Linked DNA regions of Mus musculus: region 1 is linked to region 2. Evidence: chromatin contacts called from public HiChIP or PLAC-seq data. All regions are on one chromosome and are shown on one strand. The core of a region is the stretch at or near the end of the contact, and the rest is flanking DNA. Distances in the headings are between cores, read along the strand shown.

Region 1 (4,544 bases), core at 678-3,177, 260 kb before region 2:
CTGGGAACTGAATCTGCGTCCGCAAGAGCCGCAAGTGCACTTAACCGCTGAGCCATCCTTCTAGCCCTTACTGTGGTTTGTTTTGATAAAGACGGTGTCTTTACCTAGGCCATTCTGGCCTCAATCTCTGGGCACTCCTGCCTCCACCACCCAAGTGCTGGGGTCACAGGGTATATACACACCACCTTAGTCTTGACTGTTGCTTTTACGTGGATATTTATGCATAAAATACAATGTAACCAAGTCGACCAGATACTTTTAACAAGGCAAGTGACAAAGGCATACTGTTCATAACTGATAGATTACAGCTGCTTACTGATTTACAGAAAACCAAGGTCTTCAAATCACTTGGGTACTCTAAGAAATTACAGCAAGGTGGGAAGACAGCTTGTGTTAAGGGATGACCCCAGTGAGTTTGATCCTGGAATTCACTAAAGGTGGGAGAAAAGAACACACTCTCCACATTTGTCCCCCGACCTCTGCATCTGCATCTGTAGCACGGGTCTGCCCCCTCACACATACCATAGGAACATACACAAATATACGCAGACACAATAGGCAAAGATATGTGAGCAGAGTGGCCCAATAGGAACACAATAAAGCCCTTTTTAGTTGTTACATCTGATGAAGTAACAAACAGTGCAATTAAGCTGCATTTTAAACAGTATCCCCAAACTATAATTAGACTCATTTCAACAGGCAGTATGAAATGGAGACTTTCCATTCTTTTCTTAGGAGGTCATTAAAATCCACGTGTACTTTACAGCAGAGATTGCAAAACCACCCTTAAAGTCAGGCTTGCCAAACTGCATGAGCACCAGGAATAAATCCTTGTGGAGTGAGAAGGCAAGAGAACTTGGAACTCAGTTGTTTAGTCCCAGAAGGGTGGCCAGCTCTGTGTCTTCAATCGTTTACCTGGTCTGGACAAATCCTGATACCAGAGCAAGAGCAGAGCTCTCTAGGGAAGGAGGTGATAACTTGTTTTATTTATTTATTTATTTATTTATTTATTTTTGGGCGGACATACTGCAACCCACAACTTCTCCATGAAAAGATAATCTGGTTATAACGAAACATATCTACACAAAATGAGGTTTCTTATAGTAGCTTTAAAAGATTTGTGTTAGTGTGTGTTTGTGTGAGTGTGGCCCCCACAGAGGCCAGAAGTACTGGATCGCTTGGAGCTGGGGAAGACAGGCTGTTGTGAGTCACACGGTCTAAGCGCTGGAGCATAACAAGGTTCCCTGGAAGAGGAGTAACGGCTCTTAACGATTTAGTCATCTTTCCTCAAAAGCAGAAAAAAGGAAAGAGGCCAAGTGCAAATGAATGTTTGCTAGAACTCGGGGTACGGCTCGATCCACCCTCAGAAACAAACAAAACAGACAGACAGACGTGCCCCAGTAAGGAGCAAAGCCCTTGTGGAGCCTACGTTGAAAATCAGGATTCTTCAGAGTGACTGGGGTCAGCGGCTCTGAAGGATTCTCAGATGTGATGGCAGCTTAGGCGGCCCCTGCTCTCCCCTCGGTCCCCACTGATTTCCCCAGCCACCCCGGGCGAGCAGCTTGATTCTCCCGCCGCTTAGCGCTGCGGTTGCCATGGCAACGCAGTCAGCTGCGAAGGAGCGCGGAGCCCATCGGGCGGTGCCATCTTCCCTTGCCCCGTACCCTCGGGGACACCCTGGCGTCCGTCTTGCTCCTCCCAGAGACCCACATCCCTATCCCGAGCCGGCTGCGGACATCCAAGGAGCCGAGAGTACGGAGAGCCGCAGGCGCTTAGCGACGGCAAGCCCAGCCTCTCGCCGAATCCCGCGGAGCGCGGAATATCGCGAGACCTGGAGCGCCGTGCCTTCCGCCCCTCTTGACGCTCTTCCGCGGCGCTGCGGCGCGTCACTTCCTCCCGACCGGGCCGGCGGCGCGCGCCTTACATCCGGTTCCCGCCGCGGCTTGCAGTTGTCTTTCTGCGGAATCCGGATCATGGCGGCTAACGCCACGATGGCGACGTCTGGCTCGGCGCGGAAGCGGCTGCTCAAAGAGGAGGACATGACCAAAGTGGAGTTCGAGACGAGCGAGGAGGTGGACGTGACCCCCACGTTCGACACCATGGGCCTGCGAGAGGACCTGCTGCGCGGCATCTACGCCTACGGTGGGGCGCGGGCCTCGAGGCGGGGGAGGTTGGGGGCCGGGCCCCGGTAGGACGGGGTTAGGCCCGGCGGCGACGAGCGGCTCCGCCCCAGAGCTCCGGCCTGCTCCCCCGGGGCTGCAGTCAGCCAGGCTCTTCAGTGGCTCGTGTAGCGAGCGGATCGCCATGTGTGTCCCCCGAGGTGCCCCGAGCTTTGATGGGGAAGTCGCGGCTCTAAGTCTGGTGGGTTCTCGCCTTAGGGAGTTTAAAGCTTTCTAGGGAGGCGAAAAACACGAAGCCAAAGTGCTTCAGGCGGTGGGAATTGGGAAAACAAGAGAATGAGCAGCTGGGTAGAGTAGGTAGATTGGTAGGGGACAGTTAAAAGAGCCGAGAGAGAGCTCCCAGAGGCGTTCATAATCACCAGGGTGACCCTGGCTTCTCGAAGCCATGGCCAGACCTGTGCCAGGAACAGAAAAAGAACCCCCTGTCATGTTTTAAACGCCTGGGTAAAGATTTTGAGATTCATTCCTAAATACCGCTGGAAGCCACTGCAGGGCTCTAAGCAAAATTGACAGGATCGGGCTTACAGTTTGAAAGTTTATCTTGGTGTCTGGATTTGGAGTTAGAAGAGGAGGCGGGGGTGATGGCCGGACTGTAGAAGAGAGATGCTGATGTTGTCGTTGAGTTGGAGCTGGATTTTTTTTTTTTTTTTTTTTTTTTGAGTGAATGGTCGGTCATGCTGCTGGTGTGTGTTTAGGAGCATTTAAGGGAGGCCAAATGAGCTTTGTCTTTTTGTTTCTGTCCTTTTCTTTTTTCCTTTTTTTTTTTGAGACTTTCTCTTTGGAGCCCTGGCCGTCCTGGAATTCTTTGTAGACCAGGCTGGCCTCAAACTCAGAGATTCCCTGCCTCTGCCTCCCAGATGGTGGGGTTAAAGGTGTGCCACACCAAGCCAGGATTGTTGTTGTTGTTGTTGTTTTGAGGTAGGGTCTCTACCTAGCCCTAGCTGCCCTGGAACTCACTAGACCAGGAAGATTGGTCCCTCCCATTTTTAATGATACCCAGCTTGGGTTTTCGGTAATCCCAGATGTAGGCAAGTTGGCAGCCAAGAATAGCATTACAAGTCCTGTGTTGAGCTGGCAAGTGTCACTAGCTACATCTTAAAAGAGTGTAAAAATAAACTACAACAAGCCAGTCTCACAGCTTTAATCCCAGCACTTGGGAGACAGAGGTCAGTCTACAAAGTGAGTTCAAGATAGCCAGGGCTCTGTTACTTAGAGAAACCCTATCTTGAACAACCCCTCACCACCCCCCCACCACCCCCACACACACCAAAGCAAACCAACAACATCTTTTCTGTATAAATTATGTCTGCTTATTTGGAAAGTACTTGTGTTTTTGTTGTTGTTTGTTTTGAGACAGGTCTCTACATAGTCTTGTCTGTCCTGGAACACTCTGTAGACCAGCTGGCCTTGAATTCATAGAGATCCGCCTGCTCAGCCTCTCTGCTGGGACTAACAGGGTGCACAGCCTTGTGTAGTCTTCATTCTGTTCTCATTGCTGGTGGTAATGCCCAGCAGGTGGGGTGGTAGGTACCTAGGATGGGGCTGCCTGCAGGCAAGCACGGGGCATCTCACCTCACCCCTGTGCAGGCTCAGTACTCTGGAGCCTCGAGCAACACAAGTTCGAGTGCTTGCTGGCAGGAAGGGGCAACTGCAGTGCTTCCGGGTTTGTGGTTTTGCTTGTAGAGGAGGTTTCATGTGGCTTAGGCTGGCCTTGAACTCCTGGTGTTCCTGCCTCTACTTTCCAAGTGTTGGTGTAGTAGACTTCACAGGTAATCTCGTAGGCTGGGCTGTAAAGATGTGCTTGGTCCTGCCTGGGTTGCCTAGGGTTGGCGTAAGAAGCAGTGTGTGTCCCCTGGGTAGTTCATGCAGTCACAGTCCTGGGACTTAAGTTTCTTCCTCTTTGTATTTCTAGGTTTTGAAAAACCTTCAGCGATTCAGCAGCGTGCTATCAAGCAGATAATTAAAGGGAGAGATGTCATTGCACAGTAAGTTATGGGTGCTGAGAGGGAGTTGGGTCCATGGGGAGAGCTGTGGGAAGCTGAGCCTGCTTATTTGTTTGTTTGTTTGTTTATGCCAGTTTGTTTTGCTTGTGTGTTTGGGGGCGTTGCTGGTGTTCTGGGTCATATCAAGGTCACTACACACTGCGCAAGTACTCTCTACTGATGTATATCCTAAGTCCTAAGTGTAGATTTATGAATTCGTATAAGATACTTTTCCTTTTTTAAAAAAAAATATTTATTATTATCTCCAAGTACACTGTCTCTGTCTTCAGACACACCAGAAGAGGGCGTCAGATCTCATTATGGATGGTTGTGAGCCACCATGTGGTTGCTGGGATTTGAACTCAAGATCTCCGGAGCAGCA
Region 2 (4,573 bases), core at 1,190-3,689:
GGTGAAATTGAAACCAGCAGTTGATGACCCTCGTCCAAAACCCCCTGGTCCATGAAGACACACAACTTAGGGACAGAGTTCTCCTCAAAACCCAAGCTGAAGGGAAACCACCATCTTTTACTTGATCGGCAAACTTCCCAGGGATAAGAAAGAGAGGAAGAGCTGATGCCCACCACCACCACCACCAGCAGCCACTCCACGCAGTTCCCTGCCACTGGCTTCAAGGTGGCCCTGAAGCCGGCTTGCAGAGCCGCGGCCCCCGCTAAGCTCCGGGTGGCCCGACAGCCAACGCCCGCGGCGGGCAACAGATTCCAAGCGCGGGCAGGCGGAGCAACTAGAGCGACCCGGGCGGAGGGCTAGGGTGGGCTTTCTCTGGGCGGGGAAACCAGACACTTATAGGCGGCTGAGACCGACTTTATTTTTACTGCCCAAACTGTTGGAAAGTATTTAAGCTTAAACAGAAACAGCTGTATCGCTGGCACCGGCCGACGAAACTATTTGTTACCAGGAATGACTTTTTATGATTAAGGACCCAGCCGTCGGCGGTCTCTTGAAGGCGGCGGGCGAAGGTCGCCGGGGCGATGTGGGCATCCTGGATCCGCTGTTCGTTGAGAACCGAGAGGACTCCTCACCTGGAGCACACCTTACTATGTCTAGGAGTGAAGCCAAAAACTGGAACCTGCGACTGTTGATGCAAGAGGAGGCCTGGGGAGTACCGGCGCAGCGGGCCCAACTCGGAGCTAGCCCCAAGGCCAGCACTGGCGCGTGCAGTGTGTAGCGCCTTGGACCCGAGGCCAGCTTTGCGCTCTGGGCTTCCTGCCTTTCGAAACAGACTCCTTAGCTCGCTGTTTTCCGGGCTTCGTCGTTTTTTCTTTTTCTCTCTCCCCTTTTCCCAGCCTCTTCTTGGCCAAGGGAAACTTTTTTCAGCCAAGTTGATATCGCGATTTAAATAAATTGTGTGTTCCGAGGTCGGGCTCTGTGATCTGGAGCTTGGGTAGTAAAAGGGCAATGTGGGGATAGCTGCTGTTGAACCCCCCCCCCCCCCGCGCCTCAACAGGGGTTACCACGAGGGGAGGAAAGAGAGCCTAGGAGCAAAAGGTCATTGAGTGTACTCAGGTGTGTAAAAGGGACTGAGGCATCTCTGCGCGACCCTCGTCCCCTACCTGGGACTTGCCATCTTCGCGTCGGGGGTGGGGGTGGGGGTGTCTCTTCCAGGCCGCACTAGATACCGCCACACCCCTCAAAGTCCATACTGATGTTTGTCGGGAATCCCCCGCTTACGCTTACGTCGTCTAGAAGAGCCCGAGACAGAAAGTGCACTAGCTCTGCACCCAGGTCTGGAGCAGAGCCGCGGCGCCTCCAGAGCTAGCCAGGCTCTAGGCTCTGCCTCGATGGTCATAGGCTCCTTAAACCCACCCAGGCCGGGACAGATGTGGTCAGGGTTGACTTCTCTCAGGACTGAGGAGTGGATTGGACGGAAACTGCAGGCTGGGTCAGGAATAGAGGCTGGGGCAGGGCAGCTGAGACTTGGGGACAATGAGGGTGGGAAGAGGAGGCTCGCGACCCCTCCTGCAGGGTCTCGCTTCAGGATGGATTCAGGCGGTAAACACTGGCTTGTGCCAGTCTGCTTTGGGCTTCTGAGCCCGGAGAAGCGCCCACGCCAGCTCGCAGGACCCGGAGGGTGGACGCGGGCAGCGCTATGCGACTGGAGACCAAGAGCAGGCTCATTGATTTGTTAGCTGGATGGGACTGGTGAAGAAGGGAGGAGGGGGCGTTGCCATGGAGACCCAGGGTGCGCGGCCGCAAGGGAGGGGTCAGGGAATTAGTAGGTTCGGCGCAAGCGACGTAGGTCCGGGGGTTCGGGCGCGGCTCGATGCGCCCCAGCACCTGTGCATTGTGCATCAACGGCGGCTGGCGACCAGGATGGCGCCAGCTAGGGCATGGGCAGGTGGGGAGGGCCTGGGTCTGCAGAGGGGCAGCGCCTGGCTGGCACCTACGCAGGGAGCCCTAATAGCTCGGCGGGGCAAGCCACGCACCCGGGGAAACGCTGGGCAATCAGGCAGGGGGGCCAGGGGCGGGAGCCTAGGGCAGCGGCCCCCCTGTCCAGCCGTGCAGACTGACAGCAGCCGGGCCCGCCCCGCTTGGCGTCACTTCCGCTGACGGCTCGCTCCCCCTCCCTCTGGGTCTCTGGAGTGGACAGAGACCCCGCCTCCTGGCTATTGGAACGCGGGTCACGTAGCAACGCAGGGGAGACGGGGAGAGGGGCGTGGCCGGGCGCTAGTCCAATCAGCGCCCGCAGAACGGGCCCAGGACGCTTGGCTTTAGCAACGTCGTTAGCAACACGTGGGGCGGGAGGAAGCGCTGGGAGGGGGTGGAGGGAGGGAGAGTGCGCGGGGGAGGGAGGAGAACTGACGTCAGCGGGAGAGTATTATGGGCTGTCGAGGGCTGGCTGCTGCTTTTCTGCTCCTGGAAGCGGCTGAGGGGGGAAGCGGCGAGTCAACATGGAGCTCTCGGCGGTGGGGGAGCGGGTGTTCGCGGCCGAAGCCCTCCTGAAGCGGCGCATTCGCAAAGTAGGTGAAGGGGAAGGCGGGCGGCGACGCGAACTCTCCCTCACCAGGGCCCAGGCTCCCTCCCCTTGCTGCAGCCCAGCCTCCCTTCCCCCAGGTCCCAGCAGCGGCCGCGGCCGTGGCGGCGGCGGCGGCGGCTCAGCCCCAGCGCTCTCCTTAGACTTGCAGCCCTGCACAGATTGCATGGATGGGGGGTGGGGTGGGGGATGAATGCCGGTGCATGCACTTTGTGCAGCGTTTCTGCAGGGGTGCTGCAGTGGACTGGTTCCTTTGGCGGTAGTGTTTGGAGCATTCATTTGGTGCATGCATTTTCGTGTGTATTTCTTGTGTCCTCGTCATGCATTTCTCCCCACGCACACACATACACAAGCATTTTCCCTTTTGCATCTGCAGGGACGCATGGAATATCTCGTGAAATGGAAGGGCTGGTCGCAGAAGTAAGTAGGTTATATGCAATCGCTACCCCACACTGATATCGAGGAGGGTTCTTTCTTCCTCTTTTCCCCTTCACATTGAAATACAACACAAGGCAGCCGGAAAAGTTGCACACACATACACGCCCTCCACTCTGTCCTCTCTCTCCTGCTCCAGGGACTGATGCTCCATTCTTCCTGGTTTCCTTTAGGTACAGCACGTGGGAGCCCGAAGAAAATATTCTGGATGCTCGCCTCCTTGCAGCCTTTGAGGAAAGGTACAGACCCTTAGCCTAGCCACTCACTAGAACCCATACACGCTGACTTCGGTGCAGCCAGGACACACCCCCTTCTCTCTCTTTTCTTTCTTTAGGGAACGGGAGATGGAGCTCTATGGCCCCAAAAAGCGAGGACCCAAGCCTAAAACCTTCCTTCTCAAGGTATGTTGCGATCTCCAGAGGTGGAGTGTGCCGTTCAGGGAGGATCTGCAGGGCTTGTAAATCAATGGGTGCCCTTGCCTTGTGTGTATTTGTAATCTGGACTTCTGTCAGAGGCCCCATCACGGAGTTCTAGAGGCAGGACTTAGCTGCACCAGAAGGCCTTCATTCCCACCCCCCCTCCAGCCATCCCAAGTAGACCTCTGTTACACAAGGAGTCTGTTGGTTGCAAATGGCTTCTTCCAGACAAACCCTCATTCCCCTCCCCCAGACTATTACTAAGAGCCCACCTCCCCACTCAATTAGAATTTCCCAGGCATCCAGGGAAAGTTGGGCAGTCAAGGCTAGAGGTCGTGGGGGGGTGGGGTGGGCGGGGGCGGGGCTTTTTTCTCCTCACAACAACTTCCTTCTGCAGGCCCAGGCCAAGGCAAAGGCCAAAACCTATGAATTCAGAAGTGACTCTACCAGAGGCATCCGGATCCCTTACCCAGGCCGCTCACCCCAGGATTTGGCGTCTACTTCCAGGGCCCGAGAGGGCCTGCGGAACACGGGGCTACCCCCACCAGGGAGCAGCACCAGTACCTGCAGGGCAGACCCACCTCGGGACCGGGACCGAGAGAGGGACAGGGGTACCAGCCGTGTAGACGACAAGCCCAGCTCACCGGGGGACAGCTCCAAGAAACGAGGACCGAAACCCAGGAAGGAGCCCCTGGACCCTTCACAGAGACCTTTGGGAGAGCCCAGTGCCGGCCTTGGAGAGTACCTGAAAGGCAGGAAGCTGGATGAGACCTCTTCTGGGACAGGAAAGTTCCCAGCTGGCCACAGTGTGATCCAGCTTGCTCGAAGGCAGGACTCAGACCTGGTGCAATATGGTGTGACCAGTCCTAGCTCAGCAGAGGCCTCGAGCAAGTTGGCTGTGGACACCTTTCCAGCCAGGGTAATAAAGCACAGGGCTGCTTTCCTGGAGGCCAAAGGCCAAGGTGCCCTGGACCCTGGTGGTGCCAGGGTTCGACATAGTTCAGGCACCCCAGCCTCAGTGGGAAGCCTGTATCGGGACATGGGGGCGCAAGGGGGAAGGCCCTCCCTCATCGCCAGGATCCCAGTGGCCAGGATCCTGGGGGACCCAGAGGAAGAGTCCTGGAGCCCCTCTCTGACT

What was found. HiChIP or PLAC-seq counts read pairs in DNA pulled down with a chosen protein or histone mark.
Region 1: a FOXA1 HiChIP or PLAC-seq map of pancreatic cancer cells shows a contact between it and region 2. The contact joins the promoter of Eif4a3 here to the promoter of Cbx8 in region 2. A contact is called at or near these places in 5 of 39 promoter capture datasets (the 3T3-L1 cell line, the C10 cell line, hippocampal neurons and 1 more), 2 of 484 Hi-C or Micro-C datasets (cortical neurons and embryonic stem cells), 13 of 115 datasets of contacts at active chromatin or transcription factors (effector CD8 T cells, embryonic forebrain, embryonic hindbrain and 8 more) and 2 of 9 other capture datasets (liver and pancreatic islet).

The regions. Positions count from the first base shown.
Region 1 is chr11:119,297,426-119,301,969 of GRCm38.p6, reverse strand. It overlaps Eif4a3 (eukaryotic translation initiation factor 4A3), which reads left to right and starts at 1,927. Exons shown (of 12, transcript NM_138669.1): 1 at 1,927-2,142; 2 at 4,093-4,165. The coding sequence starts at 1,974.
Region 2 is chr11:119,038,779-119,043,351 of GRCm38.p6, reverse strand. Cbx8 (chromobox 8) reads left to right here and starts at 2,439. Exons shown (of 5, transcript NM_013926.1): 1 at 2,439-2,570; 2 at 2,961-3,004; 3 at 3,193-3,258; 4 at 3,354-3,420; 5 at 3,833-4,573. The coding sequence starts at 2,502.